Linked DNA regions of Mus musculus: region 2 is linked to region 1. Evidence: chromatin contacts called from public HiChIP or PLAC-seq data. All regions are on one chromosome and are shown on one strand. The core of a region is the stretch at or near the end of the contact, and the rest is flanking DNA. Distances in the headings are between cores, read along the strand shown. Region 1 overlaps Gm40657 (a long non-coding RNA gene). Region 2 holds the start of Akr1e1 (aldo-keto reductase family 1, member E1).

Region 1 (6,475 bases), core at 2,398-4,897:
ATTTAATTGCTGTTTAGAACAAGGAACAGACATCAGGTTTTTAAGACAATTTTTTTTTTCTAAAATATCTTCACGATTTTATCTTACAATTCTTTATTAGCACCACAACAGTGTCATAATAGGATGTTAAAACTTTACTTGGAGATGAAGAAAGATGATTCTACATTAATGTTCTCTTTTGCCAAAAAATTGCTGTGGGCACATTAAGTAACAATAACTAAAATAAAGCAGCTAATATTTGATTATCATTGATTACAACTTATAACAATTGATTATAAAAGCTTCCTCTACTGTCTGCAAAGCCTTTTGTTTCTCATAAGTTAATTTTCATCTCCCTTGATACCATCCAACATAGGCTTAAGTCTTCCTGTGGTGAGCTTAAGGTGAGGTCTTAGCCAACTAACATCTCCTGGAAGCTTTTCAAAATAATTTGAAGTAAGCAAATCATCTTTTCTTTCTTAAATTTTCTTTACCACATTTTTTCCTAGGATAACTAAAAAAATATTGCCCCTGAATCTTTTCTGGAGCAACAGTTACTCCCCAAAACTTTAAAGCTCATTATGTAAGAGCAAAGATTTGAAGTAAACTTCCCTTCAGAGGCATTTGCTAATAAAATACTTTCCATTTAATTAACAATATACACTGTAAGATTCAAAGTCTTAGCTTCTTCTATTGAAGCAGAGACCAAAAGAACATTTTTTTTCTTACATAATGTGCAGCTATTAGTCATACCTTGACCCGTCCAGCAGGTCCAGTTATTCGAGGATCTCGAGGGGACCTCCTCCTAACAACCAAATGGGGGGTAGAGAGAGACGAGGGTCTTGTACGAGTAACGACACAGAAACCGTTCTGAAGTTGTATCAAGACCCCCAAATGTATTAGCCAGGCCCAAGGTTTAAATACACAAGCAAAAGGGGAAGTGCCTTTCAGCAGGAAGGATGGGGCAGTAGAATTGCACAAGGAAATGGGGAAGTACAGATACTTATCAGCGGAGGGATGGGGCAATACAAGCAAAAGAAGTACTTATGGGAGGGGGGGCAATAGAAATTCTTTCTTTTGGCAGCTACACGGGGAAGCAGGAACTTGGTGGTATCAGGGTGTGGTCAGGACATCGGTGTTGACCTAGGGCTGGAACATCCCGTGGTTCTCGGAATCCATGTGTTGTTGGCCCGCTTTTGACCCCCTTTTCTTCTCAGGGGGAGAGGCTCAATTCAGAGATCAGGACAATAGCGTTGCCTTAATGGCTCCCAACAATACCTAGTGGCAAAACTTTCTAATGATCACAAGCTCACTGGAAGCAAACCCTTTACAATTATCAGGATGTAAAGGAAAAAACAACCTTCCAAATTTATAATAATTCTATATGGAGTAGGCAAGCCAGATTGTAATGCCTCTATAAGTTCTACAGCCTCGTTGACCTTTCATAAATCTTAAAATTACACTTTATTTTGAGCAACACCTGGATAGATCTGTATTAATGTTGTTTTAGCTTAAAAAGAATAATTCCCTGGAGGAAAGGAGAGGTAAGGTCCCAAAAACCTTCCTAGGCAGGGTTTGCAAAACAAAGAAAAGCCACACAAGCCTTGCTCAGGCTCCTCTGAGCTTTTCACTAACTCAAATGTAAATATTTCTTAATCTAAACATACTGCCTGAGTCCTGGCCCAAAGATTATCCCTTCTGCAGTGAGGACAAATTATGGGAAAAAAATTGACTATCTGTCTATGCCTCTAACTTTTTGGACAGTCTTTTTTTTAAGATGACTTATACTTAAAACGTTCTTTATAACCGTAGTGCTGTAAAAGCATTGCTTGTACTGTAGTCCCCATGCAAGGCAGCAACTATACCCAAACTGATTGCATAAGGGTCCAATTTCTGCACAAAGGCAAATATATCTAGATAACTCTGTGTTTGTTTTGTATAGCTGGATGGTCAAAGTGAGCTGCATTAGCACACTCATAAGATGATTACTCATGTAATCATCCTAATTAAAATATATGGTTGAGTTGAAAATCTTATACTTGTGATCAAACTGCAAACTGTAGTCAATGGAACACTGGCAATTTTAACCATAATTTTTAAGTTTCTTTGGCAATATTAGAATATATCTATAATTTTTGGAAAGCAAAACCCAATTTTAAACAATTTATTCTCTTTAAAATCAATACCAGAAACATCACTTTCACATTACAAAGTTTGGCTGCCAAATCATACATATGAATGCATGACAGTATAAATTTTAATGTTTCATGAAAGAGATATTGTTTTAACTCTTATCTCTTATAAGTCTAGTTTTTAGGATAAGAATCACATAAAATAGTATCCCAATGTAGAAATATCCTTAGAGGCCTTGTTTCCTGGGCTCGTACATGCCACGTGCTGTTGTTTAAAATGACTCCAACCCTGAGTTACCAGTTTTAACGTAACTTTCTTGTTATCTATGTTATACCTTTTTAATCATACCCAATAACTTATAAGCCAATACTCTAAGACCAAGACATGCACAGCATATTTATACCTTTAAGACCAGTCAGAAACCAAATGAAGTGACTACATGAATCTTATAAATTTAGACAAATCAAAGAATTTTTTTCTAGCAATAATTTCAAGATAAGAAACACTTTGCCATTTGCTGAACCCAATAATCACAATTGCAGAGAATTTTTTGGAAAAAACAACTATCAGCTTATTTGCCTTAGAACTAAGAAGTTGCAGACTTCTTTTTAAAAACAGCATTTCAGCAGGCCCTATCCTGCTGTGCTTGACTCCTGGCTAAGGTGTGAGGCAACTTAAATCAGCCTCCACTGTGCAAACTGAGACTGAATCAAGAGATTCAGTCAGCAGATAAAGTTTTAACTATTTTTATTCAACATGAAACATAGAACAACAGTTGTTCAGACAACAACAAAACAAAAACAGACACGAATTGACACATGGAAAGACTGGTGCACCAAACACAGACAATACAGAGAGGGTAGAGAACTTGATGTAACCAGAATTATGGATGTCTCCTGTATGGGCCAAAGAGAAAGCAGTACATCTCCAAATTTCCCTCTGTTCCTGGGAGAGCTCCAAAATCCATTTTCCTTCTCTCTTGGTCTCTCTTTCTCATGTCATTTGTATATCTAGCATCTCCCACTCACCACCCCCTTTTGTATTTTACTCTTTTTATTTGATTTTATCATTTTAAGCCCTACTCCTCTTGCCTGATGCAGTTCTTGACTGCAGACAAATGCGTCTTTAGAATTTTCCACTCCCGTTTTCCACGGTCAACCCCTAGTTGTTATCAGCACTGGGCCAATACTGTATTCTTTTTGCACCTTTGCAAACAACAGCATTCAAAAGATGACATTTGTAGTGCTAACATTAATGCTGTATGTTGCTTATTGTGCAGGGATACATCTTCTTCTGTTTTCTGTGGAGCTCCACCAAGACAGTGTTTCCCTCAATTGGTCCTTCTGTGTTCAGGCCGCATATTGGGCGCCACCTGTAGCTGAGGGCAGCTAAACAAACTAGGTTCCCAAAAGGGAGGCTGGGGCTGTATGGGAGAAACTGTGAGAGAAATAACAAGCCAAGGTAAAGTTAGGGGGAAGGGATCCCACCCCCTACCATGCCAGGATCTTATTTTGTCAGGACAGTGTCAGGAGAACAGGTTTAGCCTCTCAGCAGGTAATGGGGCCTTGGAGGAAAGCTGCAAATGTGGCAGGACAATAGACTTTTTCTAGGTCAGAAGATTCCACCCTAGGTGGGCTAGCTGACAGTGACAGAGCAGGTCTGAGCCAGCCTGCTCAAGGTTGGGGGAGGCTACACATGGAAAATGTTACAGCCAATGTCCAAGCAAAGATCCCTAACCTCTGCTGCTGCCTGAAACCATGGTGATATCTGAATCCATGATGCCACACAAGGCCATGTTTGAGTCTGTGACCTTAATACAATTGGGTCGATTTTGATGTCTAGGGCATCAGGGTGATATCAGAGTCACAGAATAAATGTTTTTAGTCCTCCATTTCTGTTTTATGGAACAGTTTCAGGGATATAGATGTTAGCTCTGTATTAAGTGCTTAGTAGAAGTAGTAATGGGTGTGTTTAGACATTGCTTTTCTTTATTTAAAGATTTCTGTCTCAACATGAATTGGATTGGCTGCTTTGGTTATCTAAAAATACTATATATATATATTAGGTCATCTGTATCTAGGAATTATAAAGATTTTTCAGGTTTCAGATAATAAAACTTCAAGTACCTCAAATGACACTATTTCACTGGAATCTGGAGTAAACTCCCAGGTTTCATATTAAATTACCACTTTGGGTCTTCTGTGTTTTTATTGTGATGAATGTGGCTAAAACCTTATCAGTCTTGGCTTTTTTTTTTTTTTTAAAGAATGTAATTTTTGTTTGAGTTGCCTTATTCTGTGCTCTAGTTCATATTCATGCCTGCCTTTGATTTTATTATTTCTTACTATAACTTTTGTTTTTATTTTTTTTTTCAAGGATTTAAAGAGCCACCTTAGGTTATATATTTCAGAATTTTATGATACTTATTTTTCAAATTGGGATATGCAGTGCTTCCTTATGTCCATTTTAATATATTTTATTTAATACACGCATGTGCTCAGATCAAATCTATTGTTCAAATAATTTAATTAATCCCAGTGTGGTGATCCTTCCTGCCTTAGATAATCTAAGATTCCAAAGGAAAGACATATACACAGCTTTATGCTGTAATATGTCTTAAGTAGCACAACAGCTGGGCAACTGCCTATGTAGCCCCCATGCTGTTAGAATCTAGTTTCTATCCACAACTCCATTATTACTATTTTTCATCTGGGCTGCTCCTAGCTCCAACTGGTCAGCCCAAATGGCCACATTTTATGGTTCAACTAACCCATGGTGGATCCCTTCTTCTCTCCTGCACACTTTTCTAAGGTCTCTGCCTAGGATCTTTAGCCTGGAAACCCTAAACCTAGCCTAATTCTCTTCTCTCCAGCTATTGGCTGCTGGCATCTTTATGTAACAATCAGAATTAACTGGGAGCAGGGTCCCTCTGTGACTTAAGAGAAGACTTTCTCATGCAAACAGTTTTGGAGGACCCGAATTAACATTAGAATACAAGCAGCATTATGCCAAATCCACTACACAAATCTACTTCCCCATTCTCTCCCTTCAAATTCCTTTCTTACTTCTCCTTTTCCCTTCAAACATCATGTTCTCTCTCCATCTCCCTCTCCTTCTCCCTTTCTCTCTTCCTCTCTCTCTCTTGATCATACTTTTTAATATCCATTGAGTCCATTTAGTCCCACTTGTACATGTATGAGAGAATCATAGCCTTAACTATGGGGGAAGCCTCTCAGGACCTGCATCCCTGAAGGAAAATGACTGCATCTCCAGGCAACCATCACTTGACAATAGCTTCTCAGTGAACATAAACACTCATAACTATAAACCATTTTCTTAGAACTTTCTTGACTATATCAAAATATTCAGATAATCTGTGCTTTTCTTTTTCTTTAATTCCAAGAGCATTTAATTCCTTCAAGGGTCCTTAGTCATTTGAGAGTGTGTTCTTCAGAATCAGTGTATTTTTTTTAGTTTCCACTCTTTATTTTTATTGAATTTTAGATTGATTTCATTACAATCTGCTAAGATACAAGAGTTATTATATTGTATATGGTAATACTTCATTTGCAGCATTGAATGTCATCTATTTTTTAATAGTTTCCAGTTGAGGCCAAGGTAGGTATCCTGAAACTGTTGAATGGAATATTTGTTACATATATGTAATATTCTTTGATCTGTGTTGTACAATACTTCTTAGGTTTCTTTGGTGACTTTTCATTTAGATGACCTATCTAGATATGATCATGATATATGGGAACCATTACTCAGTCAGGGTCTATCTAATATATCATCTGTCAATGTTTGTTTTGTGAAATTGAACATCATAATAATTGGCACATATTTATGCTTATATTTATGTAGGGACATGGGCATATGCCATGGCTCAACATAGAGGTTAGAAAAGCAGGAGTCAGTTCTCTCCATATACCATGTGGATTCCAGGGAAAGAGTATAGATTTCTAGGTTTGGCTTCCAGCATCTTTTCCCACTGAGCTATACCATCTTCCCATGCTTAAGCTTCTTGATGATTTTTCCCCTCTACTATTATAAAATAACATATTTCATATGTTCCCCTGACTATATAAAGTTTGAAGTATATATTACCAGCCATCTGTACAGCTACACCACTTTTGTTTACTTGTAGATTTTCTTTTCAATGCTTTGTTTTTTAATCTATGAGGATCTAAGTGAATTTTGTTTCTTGAGACATAAATCATATCCAGTCAGTTGGTATATATTGATTAGTAAGTTGAGGCTATTTATACTTAGTTATATTACTGATATTTTAATAGTCATTGTAAATTTATTATTCTCTCTCTTTCTCTCTCTCTCTCTCTCTCTGTTCAGATCAAGAGTTTGT
Region 2 (6,475 bases), core at 1,607-4,106, 48 kb before region 1:
GAATCTTGTGAGGAGGTTTGTGATATAGCTGTCTCATCTGTGGATGAACACCTCACAAACATGAGGTGTTCTCTATGCATTGACCGATTGTATGTTTCTGTATTGATTTCCCTCTACAGAACAAAGACATCTCTCTGATAAAATCTAAGAGGTGCACCATTCAAAGTTATATAGATTAACCATTCAGACAATAGTCTAATGTTATTTAGAAAGCTGATATTAGTAGATTAATCCCGGGCTTGTTCATTCTGCAACCATGAATTCTTGTCCATGATTATTGTGCTAGGCATGCATTTTTCTCTGTGGAATGGTCCTCATATCTAGTCAGAATGAACTGATTACCTGCCCAAAACATTTATGCATGTCTACAAGCATATCTTGCCATGCAGCATATCATTTTGCCTCCAATGTTTTCTGATAGAAAACCTATTGATGACTTTTCTCCTACAGCAGCCCACACAGCATGCAATCTGGATAGCAGAGAAGTTCCCTAGTCAATACCAACTTTATTTCTCTGTTTCCTATGAACAGAATATATGATGTCTTTAATACTAGAATTATATCATCAAATTCTTCTGGTCCACATCCAAGATCACCGTCAATGACCTGCAATATTTTAGAGGTCTCTGCAACCTCCAAAACAACAGCTTAAGGTAAGGTATGGTACACCTGTCACTGAGCTTTTTATTTAGCAACTGGGAGAAATGTTATACTCTGTGTGAGGTAGTATGGCATTTCAATTAAACACACATATACACATATGTATAGACATATATGTGTTCATAAATACATGTCTAAATATATGTATTTCTAGATATACATTTATATATTATATATCATTTATATATGTTTTATACACACCCTACATATATTCCTACATACACATCTGTATTTTGAGAAACAACCACCAGAGGGCAGGAAGAATCAACTTATAAAGTTCATGTGTCTTATGATTTTGTTTTTTCATACAACTTATTAGTGTGTCTTCAATTGTATTTCTTAATTATGAAGAATTATTGCAAAATAGTTCCAAAGTTTAGGTGAAGTGTCTCCTGTGTAGTTACCAGCTTGCCCTTTAAATTTGTTGATTTTTCTCACAATTACCTATATATAAGAATAAAATGTGTTTTCTAAAATGACATTTATTAAATACATATGCAAAATTAACCTAATGGCATCCAAATATTTCCGGTTTACCCTTGTTAAGTTGCTTGTACTGACCAGAATATGCTGTTTATTGAATGGATAATTGAGCAGATGTATTTGCATTCACATATACATATGCATGTGTATATGTTCATTATGTATATGTTAGTGTATATATTTGTCTCTGCCTGCCATGAGAACCTGGCAAAAGTTTTCTGTGTGTTAAAATAAACTACCTCATCAAATTTTGAGGTTTCAATAATTTCTTGTAAAGCATGCTTGTATGTTTTTCAAGTATTTACATCTGTAACATTGGTTTCTGCTAAATTACTACCTAAGAAATCTGAAATGACCATTAAAAAAGAAGGCATCCCTAGATCAAACTACCCTTTTATGAAATGATAGAAATCATTTAAAGATAGGACAATATTTCTATAGATTTATGAACTGAAAGTGTAAGTGTCGCTATGAGTAATAAAAGCTTATCAGAGAGAGAGAGTACTAATAATATTGAACATCTGAAAACACATCCTCTTGCAAATGGATACTTCCATGTTAATCTGCATAAAGATCGAAAGCTACAAATAGTTGTCTGACCGTTAATGGCTTAACTTTGCCATTTTTACAAAATATAAATAAAAAAAGAGAACTGGAGAAGATGTAGAGTTTTCCACATCCACAGTGCATCTGCCATGAGCACTTGAAAAACTCAAACAAATGAACAGATGTGTAATATGGCAACAGAGAAATTAAAATAACAAAACAAAACTTTGGGTTGAAATTGTAAAATTGTTGAATTCTGCTAAGTTTTTAATAAGTTATTAACAAACATAGTGAAGGATACAAAATTCTAAGCACTGTAACACGCAAATCTTCAATTTTTCTAATCATCTTAGTAATGCTAATATTTTCGAAATAGCTATTTACCTTTGCGTTTATGGGCTGGTTTTCTGGTTCCTTCTAGATGTTTCAGCTTGTGATTTTAGGATTATTGCCAACTGAATAAGACCTAAAAATCACCTGGGAGACAGTCTTGTAGGCATTCCTTTGAGGGATTATCTTGTGGGAAGACCCTTGGGTTTTTGTTTTTGTTTTGTTTTGTTTTGTTTGCAATTATAATTACATTTCTCTCTTCCTTTTCCTCCCTCAAAATCTGCCTATATACTATTTGCTCTCTTTAAATGACCTCCCTTATTATTAGTTCTTATTACAGTGAATAATCTTCCAGAGATGTTTAATTTTTAATCTTGATTTTTTTAATTCCATAAGACACACCTTAAAAATGATATTCAGATTATATTTCCTCTATTACTAAAATGGCAATCACCTCAAAGTAGCACTCATCATCATTGCAAGGTTCAAGACAGCTGATATAGTCAAACCTGTTTTTTCCAGGATACTAGAAACGATCATCAATCTAAAACATCTGATGTCCAGGAAATATCCTGAACCACAGCCTGTTTGCAAGAAGGACAGAGCACTGGATCTGGGCTTTAGGCAGGTTGCTCGGAGACGGAATTCTTAGGATCATAGAGGATTTAGGACAGAGATAAAGCACAACCAAACCCAATTGCTTAGGTCCCCTGAAAGATGGACTATGCTCTCAGCCAATCAGAGCACCAAGCGACCTCTCCATCAGCCAATTAAACTGCCAGAACTCCAGCCTATCACGGCATTTCCTGAGGTCCCTGGAACGCTCTCTGGCCGCTAAAGTGCAGGAAGAGGCTGAGCCTTTGAGCAAAGGGGAACCATGGAAAACATCCCTACAGTGGGCTTGGGCACCTGGAAGGTGAGGACACACTCCGGTGTGGGTGGGGCTAAGGGTCCCGGAGCCTGATGAGTACATGCTCAAAAACAGCCAGGGGCACGGGATTTCTTTTGCCTAGGGTGATTCCTTCCAGACCCGGGCTCTGATTAAGGTTTTCCCCCAGACGGATTAGAGGAGAAGTTGGACTCTCTCTCCTGTGATCCTAAAACACCCTGCTCCCTGCGAGGATTCAAAGCTGTTAGACTAACTTTAAATAAAGCAGTGTGCTGTTAACCTAGCCTTGTGTGAGCTAATCACGGACCCCCAGCCTCCGAAAAATCATTTATGCCTAGTGGCACTCATCTTGGCACAGCAAAACCGAGTGTGTGTCAAATGGCCACAAGGAAGCGTGCTACTTTGCATGCTAAAACAAACCAAATAAAAATAATTAAATAATTGCACCGATGTAAGTGTAATGTCTACTTCTGGAGTCCACTAGCGACATTAGAGATATTTGCGAGTAGTTACACTGCTTGCTCAGTTGATTTTGAATGTAGGGCATAATGAACGTGAAGTTGAATAGTTGAATAGGCCTGTCTGACTCTGGGACAAGTTGTGGGGGAGGGGGAGGCATGATCAAAATTTGTTTCTTTTTATGGTTTGGGGGTTTTGTTTTGTTTTGTTTTTGATAAAAAAGTAAATTTAAAAATTCTGTTTATAGGAAGGTTTTCAAATAAATGTTTCTCCAGAATTTTTTGTAAAAAGGATGGGATTATTATTATTATTATTATTATTTTGGCAATTTGGTGATTTGAGTGTTCTTTGGTACCACATAGTGAATGCTGAGATGTGAGATGAAAGAAATGTCAATAAAATAATAAATAAATAAAACTGTGTGTGTGGGGGGGGGGGAATCACCCTCCCAACACAATTGAAGCATTTAATTCTATCTCCTGAAGACACAGGAATATGACTTTCAAAATATGTGAAGGCAATGGAAAACCATAGCAAATGTGACACTGACTGATGATCTTAAATAATGTCGCTATGCTAGATATGTATATCCCCTTGATCCAATAACCAAGTCATTTAGGACAAAGCAAGGAAGAGATCAAATTCAAAGCTACCTTGAGCTACACTTTTCATATTTGATGGAAATGTCTGTGTCTCACTAAGCTTTTCCTGTGTGTACCCTACAGATATTGAGTGAGTCCATGTGTGTGATACTTGTTTTATGTTTACAGTTGATTCATGCATCCCTGGGTGCTAAATATCAGACCGCTTCCTGCCCCAGCTGTTCTTAGCCCTTCTGTAATCGGGAAGCACAACACAGCAAGAGCTGAAAAGCACCCTGTTTCCAGAATGAGTAAAGATAGCAGAACAGAATATTAATCATATTCTGACTATGACGTTCCATTCTCTACCTTTTGGTCTGGCTGATGTTCATACTGCTTTACTGATTTGAGTATTTATGTATTGCTTGGCTATACTTTCCCACATGACGGGGGAGAAAGGGGATTGGGTTCCCCTGACAGAAGAAACTTTCCTTGTGTTTGGTTATATTCCAGGCCTCCCCAGGAGAAGTGACTGATGCAGTTAAGTTGGCTATCAACCTGGGCTACCGGCACTTCGATTGTGCTTACTTATACCACAATGAGAGCGAGGTGGGAATGGGAATCAGTGAGAAGATCAAGGAGGGCGTGGTGAAGAGAGAGGATCTCTTTGTAGTCAGTAAGGTAAGGCTTCTCCACTTCCGCAGGCAAAGCTCCTGGCAGAGCTGGAACCATCTAGCCTAGAGGATTTGGTCAGTTTCCTTATGGGAATTGGTGCTTTGGGGATGTAGTTGATTCTCCTCTAGCTTTGTGAACATGTGAGGTTATGTTTTGTTTGCTTACATCTTTGTTTTATTATTTGGCCATTCAGGTGGCCATGCAGAGACATACCACCAATCAACAATACTTTCATGAATGAAATCTTGGTTGAGTGACACCACCTTTGTGTCTGTAGTGAAGAGAATAAAGTCCGAGCACTTTTGAATTCTTGTCTACTACATAGACCGGCCTTAACTTGGAATCACCTGCTAGAGGTGATCAAAGGGCACATTCCAAACTCCACACTAAGAAATTGACTCTGAGGTGATAGCTGTACAAGCAGGAAGCAAGTCAATCACGCTGTATGCATGAATGACCAGGTGTGGGAGTCTCTGTGAAGTCAATCACGCTGTGTGCATGAATGAGCAGGTGTGGGAGTCTCTGTGAAGTCAATCATGCTGTATGCATGAATGCAGCAGGTGTGGGAGTCTCTGTGAAGTCAATCATGCTGTATGCATGAATGCAGCAGGTGTGGGAGTCTCTGTGAAGTCAATCATGCTGTATGCATGAATGAGCAGGTGTGGGAGTCTCTGTGAAGTCAATCATGCTGTATGCATGAATGCAGCAGGTGTGGGAGTCTCTGTGAAGTCAATCATGCTGTATGCATGAATGAGCAGGTGTGGGAGTCTCTGTGAAGTCAATCATGCTGTATGCATGAATGCAGCAGGTGTGGGAGTCTCTGTGAAGTCAATCATGCTGTATGCATGAATGAGCAGGTGTGGGAGTCTCTGTGAAGTCAATCATGCTGTATGCATGAATGCAGCAGGTGTGGGAGTCTCTGTGAAGTCAATCATGCTGTATGCATGAATGCAGCAGGTGTGGGAGTCTCTGTGAAGTCAATCATGCTGTATGCATGAATGCAGCAGGTGTGGGAGTCTCTGTGAAGCAGAGGGAGGCTGGAGGTGTCAAGGCTCCAAAGTCCTCCTGTGTAAGATGCTTGCACGTTTCCTTAAAATGTAGGAGGTTGAGAAAAAAAGCTGTTTCTAAGTCAGGTGGTTTCTTTTACCGGCGGATGCAAAGGACATGGCAGTATCTGACGGGAGCAGGTACTGTACACAGTGTTATTACCAGCACAGGTGATGACGGGAGCAGGTACTGTACACAGTGTTATTACCAGCACAGGTGATGACGGGAGCAGGTACTGTACACAGTGTTATTACCAGCACAGGTGATGACGGGAGCAGGTACTGTACACAGTGTTATTACCAGCACAGGTGATGACGGGAGCAGGTACTGTACACAGTGTTATTACCAGCACAGGTGATGACGGGAGCAGGTACTGTACACAGTGTTATTACCAGCACAGGTGATGACGGGAGCAGGTACTGTACACAGTGTTATTACCAGCACAGGTGAGAGGTGATAACTGTGCTGCCCAGTGAGGAAGGGATGAGAAGTGGAAGTGGATACAGAAGAGAGGAAGGAAATAAACACTGTAGGAAACACAGTCAAACTAAGGTTTAAAGCTACTTTTTGCCAAGTGTGGTACAACTGTCATCTGTAGTTCCACATATCAGGGGTGTTTCTGTTGGAGACTTAGCTTCTGTCTTTGTGATCTATTTTTACTGCCTATCATTGTGTAAGCTAGAACAGAGTGTGGGTGGAGAGGACTTCGGGAGCACTTGCTAACGAGGAAGATTTTCTTGAGAATCTTCAGGCAGAGGGATGAGGAACTCAGGATTTCCACATCTGCATCGTAATTGTATACTAC

The links. HiChIP or PLAC-seq counts read pairs in DNA pulled down with a chosen protein or histone mark.
Region 2: a contact with region 1 is called in an H3K27ac HiChIP or PLAC-seq map of epiblast stem cells. The contact joins the promoter of Akr1e1 here to the enhancer-like site in region 1. A contact is called at or near these places in 4 of 39 promoter capture datasets (the C10 cell line, the HPC-7 cell line, embryonic stem cells and 1 more), 1 of 484 Hi-C or Micro-C datasets (8-cell embryo) and 3 of 115 datasets of contacts at active chromatin or transcription factors (embryonic stem cells and epiblast stem cells).

Annotation. Positions count from the first base shown.
Region 1 is chr13:4,557,928-4,564,402 of GRCm38.p6, reverse strand. The region is part of intron 1 of Gm40657 (a long non-coding RNA gene); the gene reads left to right. Among named protein-coding and RNA genes, the nearest start is that of Gm40657, 4.6 kb to the left of the region's middle. Within about 2 kb of position 3,647, at least 8 of the 459 cell types and tissues checked have an H3K27ac peak or open chromatin away from gene starts, as enhancers often do. A contact at or near this core is called in embryonic stem cells and epiblast stem cells, where this site is marked.
Region 2 is chr13:4,605,545-4,612,019 of GRCm38.p6, reverse strand. It overlaps Akr1e1 (aldo-keto reductase family 1, member E1), which reads left to right and starts at 2,856. Exons shown (of 10, transcript NM_018859.2): 1 at 2,856-2,935; 2 at 4,462-4,629. The coding sequence starts at 2,897.